2 separate regions of the Sus scrofa genome follow, and region 2 is linked to region 1. Evidence: chromatin contacts called from public promoter capture Hi-C data. All regions are on one chromosome and are shown on one strand. The core of a region is the stretch at or near the end of the contact, and the rest is flanking DNA. Distances in the headings are between cores, read along the strand shown. Region 1 holds the start of ADSS (adenylosuccinate synthase). Region 2 holds the start of EFCAB2 (EF-hand calcium-binding domain-containing protein 2).

Region 1 (4,784 bases), core at 1,324-3,823:
AATAATTAACAGTATTGTCGGGAAAAGAATACTTAAGAGTTTCCAAATTCTTAAGGAATTAGGTAGAAAAAGATAAATGTTTCATCTTTGCTTTACATTTCATCGGATTGCTCGAAGTCATAGATCCATACTTAAGAGACAACGTTTTCTTAAATCTGGAAAAGTAAAACATCAGGGGACTAGCATAAGAAATCAAAAAAATTATATTCATCCTCAAAAAGACTTCATTCAGAAAAGTAAAACATTAGGGAACCAGCACAAGAAATCATAAGTTACAATCATCCTCATTTTCTCATTTCGTCTCCTGTAAATCTTGTTAATCTTGACCTTGGGTTAGCAGCTTTATGAGTCAATTCTCCATTAAAGTTTTAGAAATTTTTACCCAGTTCAGTGTTGTGATCTTAAAGTTACCAAAAACCTGTATTCTAGAGTACTTGTTAGGGTCTTTTCCACAAATCTCCTTAAGATGAAGTATTTTTGTAGAAACACTTTGTAACGTGTCAGAGTAAAACAACTGTCTGTGAATGATAAAAGACTTAAATGCCCATTATTAAAGATCCAATGAGTTCATTATAGCGGAATTAACTGGGGAATTTGGTTAGTTCTATGACATAGACTATTTTATGAATGAATTCTGAATGATTAATCCCAGGACATATCAGACTTCTAGTAATGTCATATAATTTCTGAAATATTTATAGCATATACCTATATAGATGCAACTTAAAGAAGGCTTAGTATTATTTCCTATTTGTCAATGTTTCCCATGTAATTTTCCAAATAACCTAATTAATTTAATATCTCCCTTTTTATAAGGAGTGAGGGTAGAACTTTTGAAATGTTCCAGGAGCCCTCCAGAAAAACCCCAAAGTTAATTGAAGGTCAAAAAGACTTCATTTATAATGTGATTTGGGGGAAGTTTTTCAAAAATATCAAATTTTTGGACATGACTAAATTGAATCACAGATCATTATGAAATATTTTTTTCTTATTTTATATATATAATATATATGTATACTTTTGGCTATCCCATGGCATATGGAGTTCATTATGAAATATTTTTTATTATATATATAATATATATGTATACTTTTGGCTATCCCATGGCATATGGAGTTCATTATGAAATATTTTTTTCTTCTTACATATATATAATATATATATACATTTTTGGCTATCCCGTGGCATATGGAGTTGCCAGGCCACAGTTTCGACCTACAACCACAGCTGCACTAAGGCAGATCCTTTAACCCACTGTGTGGGGCCAGGGATCTAACCTGAACTGCACTGCAAGACACCACCAATCCCATTGGGCCACAGTGGGAACCCCATGAAATGATATTTAATTATTCATTTAACTAAAGTGACAAAAAGATTTCAAAGGTTACAGTATTGGTGCTGGGGCAGGGAGGAATCTGCGTTCCTTTTTTTTTTTTTTAAAGAGGGCCATGAAAATTCCTATGTGAAAAATGTCCTCCCTTACCACAGAAGAAGTTATATTCTTATCTTCCTTCTGGATATGCAGTCTGCTAGGAGGGGTATCTGCACGAGAGTTTCCCCTTTGGGCTTCCCGATGCCATTTAAAGTGGGATCTATTTGTTTTCACAGTATACTTGGGAATCTAGCGGCACCTGATGTATATGGAGGAGCACGATATACAGAAAGGGCTTGGGCTCTGGACTCAGACCATTTAGGTACCAATTCAACCCCCCTTAGAGGAAGTTAGCTAACTTTTAAACCCTGTAAAATAAGGATAAGATATTACTTATCTCATTTGGTTGTGGGAATTAAAAATGCATTACAGTATCAGGCACATATTACGCGACATTGGTAATTGACTCCCCCTCTCTGAGACTTTGCTACTAAAGTGTAAAATGAGAAGGTTTCGGGCTCTACTAGATCTCTACGTTTCCAGGACTAATGTCCTCTGCATGACTGCCTTACTTTGGAGTTTGCCCTTTTTGATCCTGGTCCCCATCTCTGTTCTCACTTGCAGAGCTTTACTTTCCAATACTGTCTGTAATTTGTCCCAACTTCACCTCATTTGTACTTTTAAATTCCACCCTTTGCATCTTGTATACATTATCTCATTCCTTAATAGAAACAAATTAAAAGATGATTTAAAAAAATGAACATATTCAGAGACCGAAACCTGCAGATGGCAGACACCAAATCACCGGAATACGTCGCTTGAGCCAGAGCGCTGCTTGGGAGTTGTAGTCCGACGCCCCGGCACGCACTTCCGCGCCTCTCCAGTTTGAAAAGCGGCCTTTCCCCGGCGAGTGGGCGGGGCGTCGAGGCTGAGGCACGCTTGAAGCCACGCCCCCTCCCCTTTCTGCTCGCCGGGTTCGCACTGGAGGGGCGCGCCCGGTCGCGGAAGGGGCGTATCCTTTTCCTGGGGCGGTGCTGCCGCGGCCGGCGTGCGCGGGGAGGTCCTGGTGCCCCCCTCCCCGAGAGGGCCGCGGGGACGCGGGGCGGGGCGGGCCTGGCGGGAGGGTGGCGACCCGGCAGGCGGGGCAGGGGCAGGGGCGGGCTGGCTCTGGCTCCTTCTTCCTCTGCATGTGGCTGGCGGCGGCAGAGCAGTTCAGTTCGCGCACTCCCGACCGCCCGCGTCCCCTTCGGGCTCTCCTCGCGTCTCTGGAGCCATGGCGTTCGCCGAGACCAACCCGGCGGCATCCTCCTTGCCCAACGGCGACTGCGGCCGCCCCAGGGCGCGGCCTGGAGGCAACCGGGTGACGGTGGTGCTCGGCGCGCAATGGGGCGACGAAGGCAAGGGGAAGGTGGTGGATCTGCTGGCGCAAGACGCCGACATCGTGTGCCGCTGCCAGGTGAGTCGGCCGGGCTCAGACGGGAAGCCAGCCCGGGAGCTGGGGCCCAGAACTCCAATCTACGGTCCAAACTAAGGTGTCACCTTGCGGGTCTCTCCTCATGTTATGACCTACAGCGAAGTGGAGAAATGGCGGGAGGTCAGAGACCCCTGACGAGGGGTCTTGGGTTGAGGGTTCGGGGAGGCTCTGGAAGAGAATGCAGGTTGATGCGGTGCCTTTGAGATGCGCGATGCCTGGAGAGTTGCAGTTTTCGGTCTGGGGACCAGTGCTCAAACCCGGGACTGGGTCAGGGTGGAGGCGGGATACGGTTTTGAGTTTGAGGATGTACCGCTCGAGGCCTGCCCCCGACTCGGAGCCGGAGACCCTGCGCGGCCGCAGAACCTTCCCCATCCTCACCCACCCGCCCAGGGGGACCAAGTGGGCCGAACTGCCCCGAAATCCAGACTCACCGCTCCTGCACCTGCAGGCCCCGAGCTTGAAGAGCTTTGCCGCCTCCGGTCCACTTTGTTGACGCGAGAACCCACCTCCGGGGTTAGAACTGTTTAATGGCCCCGTTTTCTTTTTTCCTCTGTACCCGGTATACTAACGGGAAATTATTTTTACTTGTTGGTCCCAGAGGAGGGAATCCTAGCTCTTTTACAGGTGAGACAAGTAAATACACGGATGTCAAATCCAGTATTTAGAAATATTTACATTGTTACGGCTCACATCTAGAACGAACCCGGGAAATGGAATAGTAATGTACTTCCTACCGGGAGACACGTGGTTTCCAGTGTAAGCTTTCTTCCTATTTGTCGTTTGCTTTGAAGCAGCCTAGAGGCTAGGCCTTTGTAAAGGCTCTTAAATAACTATTACCAATTTCAAAAATCGAAATAGTTGAGCAATAACCACTTTCAAAACAAATTCTAATGTAATATCTGAAGTTACCTGCTCCCTGTTTAGGTTGCAAGAATCTTTCTTCCTCCTGAACATACATGACACAACATGATGACACTGTGTATGTTAACAAGTTTTTATGCCCACTTGAGTGTTAGTTTTCTACCCAAAATGGAACACCATTTGAGCCTGCAGAAAAGCTAATCGTAGGTACAGCAAAAGTTAAAAATGCAAAAATCTTGTTTTTTGTTTTTTGGTTTTTTTTGCAGGCAGAAATCCACCCTGTCCATTCCTTGGATAAGATAGCTGTTGGCACCAGTGGCCTCTTAGCACCACCACCTTCCAGTTCTCCACCCCTCAGGCCACACACATACCTTGCTTAATGACACCCTTAAAGGGTTGCCTTTGAATTCCTGCCTCTCGCTGCCTTAGGAGCTGCTCCAGAAAGCTGGCCTTCACCTTCCTTTTGTCTTAAAATCGAATCTGGCTGTGCTGTGGAAAAAGTAGTATGGGGGCACCTTATTCTTTCTGGGTAGGAGGAGAGAGAGGCTGTTTATTTACTTCACTCATTTCTTTTTTTTTTTTTTTTTTTTTTTTTTTTTTTTTGTCTTTTTGTCTTTTTGCTGTATCTTGGGCCGCTCCCTCGGCATATGGAGGTTCCCAGGCTAGGGGTCCAATCAGAGCTGTAGCCACCGGCCTACGCCAGAGCCACAGCAACTCGGGATCCGAGCCGCGTCTGCAACCTACACCACAGCTCACGGCAACGCCGGATCGTTAACCCACTGAGCAAGGGCAGGGATCGAACCCGCAACCTCATGGTTCCTAGTCGGATTCGTTAACCACTGCGCCACCACGGGAACTCCTACTTCACTCATTTCTGACATCTTTCTTACCTGACAATAGGAGTCCTCAGGTTGAGCCACATCATGGCTTGTTAGAAGACTGGGGGAATGTTACCATTTTGCATTTATTCTAGAAGAACCTCAATTTTAATATCCCTTTGAAAAGTAGTAGAATCAGTCTGTTGATTGGAGACAGTGTTACTATGTTACTGTAAAGGTTGTCTTGAAGGAGGTCATG
Region 2 (4,752 bases), core at 278-2,777, 300 kb before region 1:
GAGGGCCTGGAGGCGGCGTCCCTGAGACCGTGAACAAGGACGCCATTATGGCCCGGCCGCCTCCGGAGGAGCCGCGGCCCCAACCCGCGCAGGAAGCGAGGCTCGGCCTCGGAGGAGGGGCGAGGCGGAGGGGGCGGGAGGGCGGAGCGGCGGGGCGGGGAAGCCGGCGGGAGCGGGGGAGGGGGCCTCCCCTCCCCTGCCGGGCGCGCGGCAGGCTGCGGCTGAGTCTGCGTCTCGCTGAGGGCGGGGCCCCAGAGGCAGGGAGACCCACCCCGGCCGGAGCTCCTCCGCGCGGCCCGGGGTCGCGGCGGGCGGTGAGGGCCGGGCTCCCGCGGCGCCTCTTACCTGTGCCTTCCCTCTCTCTGTCGTCCGCCATCTTGTTGCGGCGCCGTCGCCCGGGAGAGGCCGGTCGCTAGGCGAGGTCGCGGCGCCCCGGCCCCCTCCTGCCCCGCGGCGAGGCCAGCCCGGAGGATGGGCATCTCCGAATCCCAAGGGAAAAAGACCCTGGAGCGGGGGGTGGGGGGGAAGCTCCGAGCGCGCGCCCTCCCCGTTCCCGCCACGACCCTCTGACGCCCTGGAGGCCGGAAGCCTGGACGCGCCCCCCGCGCCCCGTCCCTCACATCATCCTCCTCCTTCCAGAACCGAGGCCTGAGCCCAGGTTTCTCTGGCTTGGAGGAAGTATTTAATAATAAAGCCTGGAACCCCTCCTGTTCTTGTCTCTGATCATTTGGGGACATCACGGACACACTGCACTCCCCCTCCCCTCCAGTTCTTTGGACCTGGCGTTGCTCGATTTTTTTTTTTTTTTTTTTTCCTACTGCAGATTTTTAAACGCAGCTGGAGAACTGGGTGCAGAGCTCAGCTCCCGAGGGATGACAAAAGCAGCCCGCCATCCCGCCGCCTCCGCTTGGCGTCCGCAGGCCACGGAGGGGCCGGACCTGCCCCACCTCCTGCCCTCGGTTTTCTCCCGTCCAGGACTCGCCTCCCGCTCCCAGAGGCGGCGGCCGAGAGCTGGAGCTGGGACGGAAAACTGGGCCGGCGCGGGAGGAAACCAGAGCCATTAGGCTGTTATTACTAGGAGGAGCGGAATCGCAGTCGAAAAACATGTGTAAAACAGGCGCAAACATTTGCGTTGTCAAGGCTGCGATTTCGGATACAAAATAGAAGGTTCTCATAGCAACAAAAAAGTACCCCTGTTATGCTCACCGTTAGTAGGTGGAAATGTGCTTAGGTGTGAAATTTGACCAGACCACCCGTTAAAGGTACCCAGGGAAAGTTTGAAATCAAGCGTTTCTGAAACTTTGAAGCTGTAGCATGATGGGAAATTTTTTCTCTTTTTAAGGGAAAGCTTACTAGAATGTTTTCTTTCGAAAATGATTTTTGAATAATATCCCTAATGGTGTAGTTCAAGAGAATATATATATTTTAAAACGAATTTTAGGTGATTTTAAGTGCATCTGTGTATTCATTTATGTGATTTTATGTGAATGTTTATAAGCCGTTAGCTAAATATTAAGAGGCCTTCAAAATATAAGATATCAAACGGTTTTATTACCTGAGTTTTTATGCTCCTTTTATTCTAGTTCTGTAATCCCTTAAAACCTTAAGTTGACTAATAATCTTTGTTAAAATATTTTTTTCTGTAGAAGATATTCATGTGGTGCTCTGATCATTCCCTTTGAAATTGACTAGAAACAATTGAATCATCACAAAATGGCTCGTATCTGAAGATAGATTCTTACATACATGGGATATAATTGTGAACAGCTGAAAAATAGGGGAAAGTAATCATTAGCATGTATATTTAAATTTCATAGTCATTATGGTCTAGTTATATGTTTTAAAAGACCCCTCTTTCCATATAGATGATGAAGGTCTTTGAAATAAATGTGGAAAACCCCAGCTTCAGGTTCCCTACAGGCTCAGACGCTGCTTTCAGTTTTCTTTTTCTGGAATGCCTTTCCCTCCTCTCTCTCTCCCCTCCCAGTATTCACCCCCCCACAGACACACATTTGTCCTCTCCCTGTCGTCAGTGACATCCCTGAAGGTCAAGTACTTGAAGCTTTCCCTGTCAACCCTTTCCTTGGAGGTGCCCTACTGGTAAATCCTCTTGCAGTGATTTGCAATGACTTTGTTTATTTCTTTCCGCCTATCAAAGGTAAGCTCTTGAGGACAAGTTGTGCTTTATTTGTCCATATATCCCCAGTGCCTAGAACAATTTCTCCATGTTTGAAATAATGCCTTTTTTTTTTCTTTCTTTCTTTTTGGGGCCAGACCCAAGGCATATGGAAGCTCCCAGGCTAGTGGTCACATTGGAGCTTCCGCTGCCGCCCTACTCCACAGCCACAGCAATATGGTATCCGAGCTGAATCTGTGACCTACACCACAGCTCACAGCAATGCCAGATCCATAACCTGATGACTGAGGCCAGGGATCGAATCCGCAGCTTCATGCATCCTAGTTGGGTTTGTTACCACTGAGCCACACAGGAACTCCCAGAAATAATGTACGTTTTTAAAATTAGGGCAGGAGTGGAGTTCCCTTCGTTGCCCAGTGATTAACGAACCCAACTAGTATCCATGAGGACAGGAGTTCGATCCCTGGCCTCGCTCAGCGGGTTAAGAATCCGGTGTTGCCGTGAGCTGTGGTGTAGGTTGCAGACCCGGCTTGGATCCTGCATTTCTCTGTGGTGTAGGCGGCAGCTGTAGCTCCGATTCAACCCCTAGCCTGGGAATCTTCATATGCTGTAGGTGCAGTCCTAAAAAGCAAAAAAATAAATAAATAAATAAAATTAGGACAAAATTTAGTCTTCTCAAAGACTTAATGGGAAACAAACTTTATTATTTAGATTATTTCAAGCCACATTAATCTGTACTTCTCCGAAAGCCAACAGCACATTTAAGACAACATTGTTTCTCTAATTTAAATGATAAAAAAATACTTAATGTATGTTAACTAACCCCTCCCTCCCCAATTAGATTTGAAGACTGGAGCCCAACATATAGACCTTTTTTTTTTTTTTTCTATTTCTTTGGGCCGCTCCCGCAGCATGTAGAGGTTCCCAAGCCAGGGGTCGAATCGGAGCTGTAGCCACTGGCCTACGCCAGAGCCACAGCAACGCGGGATCCGAGCCTTGTCTGCAACCTACACCACAGCTCACAGCAACGCCGGATCCTTAACCCACTGAGCAAGGGCAGGGACCGAACCCACAACCTCATGGTTCCTGGTCGGATTCGTTAACCACTGAGCCACGACGGGAACTCCTAGACCTTTTATATATACACAGTATCTGTCCCAACTTGGGACACATACTAGGAGCTTAATATTTTCAATTGACTAATTGGCTGATTAGTCCTAAAAATAATTAGTCTGGAAAACTTTCCACAAAGTGAAAAAAAAAAAATTACCATCCAAGTGACAAAAGCCACCTACGCCAATGTGTAAATGCAGACACTACGCTGATGCTTGCTGGAGGTTTCCACTTTTCTTTGGTTTTGGAAACCTGACCTCTGATTATATTACTCTTTCAATGCTTTTTAAACATTATTAGCTTACTTTGGGCAATAGCAAATTAATTACAGCTATATTTCTTTTTCCTCAGAATATATTTCAATATAGATTGGATAACTTTGTAATATAATTAATATTTTGCTGCTAAGGAATTTTTTCATTTAGAATTTCACAGTGTTGTTTGTTTTTGTTTTTGTTTTTTTCTGGAAATTCAGAATTGAAAAGTTATTTTTGATCCCCTGCATGGATATTAGACAAGCTTAGGTCTAAACCAGAAAAGCGAAGGCAGGAGTTGCCATTGTGGCTCAGCGGGTTATAAGAACCCAACCTTGTGTCCTCGAGGGTCCGGGTTCGATCCCTGGCCTCTCTCAGTGGGTTAAGGATCCCATGTTGCCATGAGCTGTGGTGTGGGTCACAGATGCGGCTCAGATCCCAAGTTGCTGTGGCTGTGGTGTAGGCCTCACTGCAGCTCTGATCTGACTCCTAGCCTGGGAACGTTGAGATGCCGCAGGTGTGGCCATTAAAAAAAAGAAAAGAAAAAAAGAAAAGCAAGGGCCAAGGGCCTAGTTTCAGGCAGTGATACTTATTCGATTATTCAGTGGGGCCAGAGGGATATGTACAGGTTACATCTTTTTACATGTTTGAATTTATGGCGCATTAAATCTGTTCACACGAGCCGATGTTCTGTGCCCATGAGGGACACAGAAAATGTTTCTTCTGAATACGATTGACTCAGTTACCTAAGATGTGGATGAAGTGCGAGGGATGTAAGTGGTGTGAATGATAGAAAATGAGAGTAAAACAAATCTTCAAAGCAGTTGTACTTCCCCAGTATGGAGATCATTGAAATCTCCTTGGACTAGGAATAATTTAAAAAAAAAAAACACTGGATTTTCCTCAGCCATCACCCTGTATGCCCTCATGATCCTAGCCAAGACACGCAATCCCTTTAAAACTTAGTTCACTTAGAAAAACAGAGATAGCAATGTCCAAACGCCTTCGAGTTTTCCTGAGACTCAGTAGATGTAACTGAAAGCTCTGCAAAGTTTAAAGAGGCGTTCCCGTCCTAGCACATAGGAAACGAATCCGACTAGGAACGATGAGGTTTTGGGTTCGATCCCTGGCCTCGCTCAGTGGGTTAAGGATCCGGTGTGGCTGTGGCTGTGGTGTAGGCGGCAGCTGCAGCTGGGAACCTCCATGTGCTGCAGGTGCGGCCCTAAAAAGACAAAAAAAACAAATTAA

What was found. Promoter capture Hi-C pulls out the DNA fragments that hold promoters and counts their contacts.
Region 2: a contact with region 1 is called in a promoter capture Hi-C map of liver, with 4 times the contacts expected there. The contact joins the promoter of EFCAB2 here to the promoter of ADSS in region 1. A contact is called at or near these places in 2 of 5 promoter capture datasets (fetal liver and liver), 5 of 47 Hi-C or Micro-C datasets (heart right ventricle, liver and skeletal muscle) and 2 of 2 datasets of contacts at active chromatin or transcription factors (alveolar macrophages and skeletal muscle).

The regions. Positions count from the first base shown.
Region 1 is chr10:17,256,930-17,261,713 of Sscrofa11.1, reverse strand. It overlaps ADSS (adenylosuccinate synthase), which reads left to right and starts at 2,573. Exons shown (of 13, transcript NM_001097508.1): 1 at 2,573-2,828. The coding sequence starts at 2,646. LOC110255648 (a long non-coding RNA gene) reads right to left here and starts at 4,072. Exons shown (of 2, transcript XR_002336233.1): 1 at 3,278-4,072; 2 at 202-2,938.
Region 2 is chr10:17,554,999-17,559,750 of Sscrofa11.1, reverse strand. It overlaps EFCAB2 (EF-hand calcium-binding domain-containing protein 2), which reads right to left and starts at 1,527. Exons shown (of 6, transcript XM_005653792.3): 1 at 346-1,527. The coding sequence starts at 737.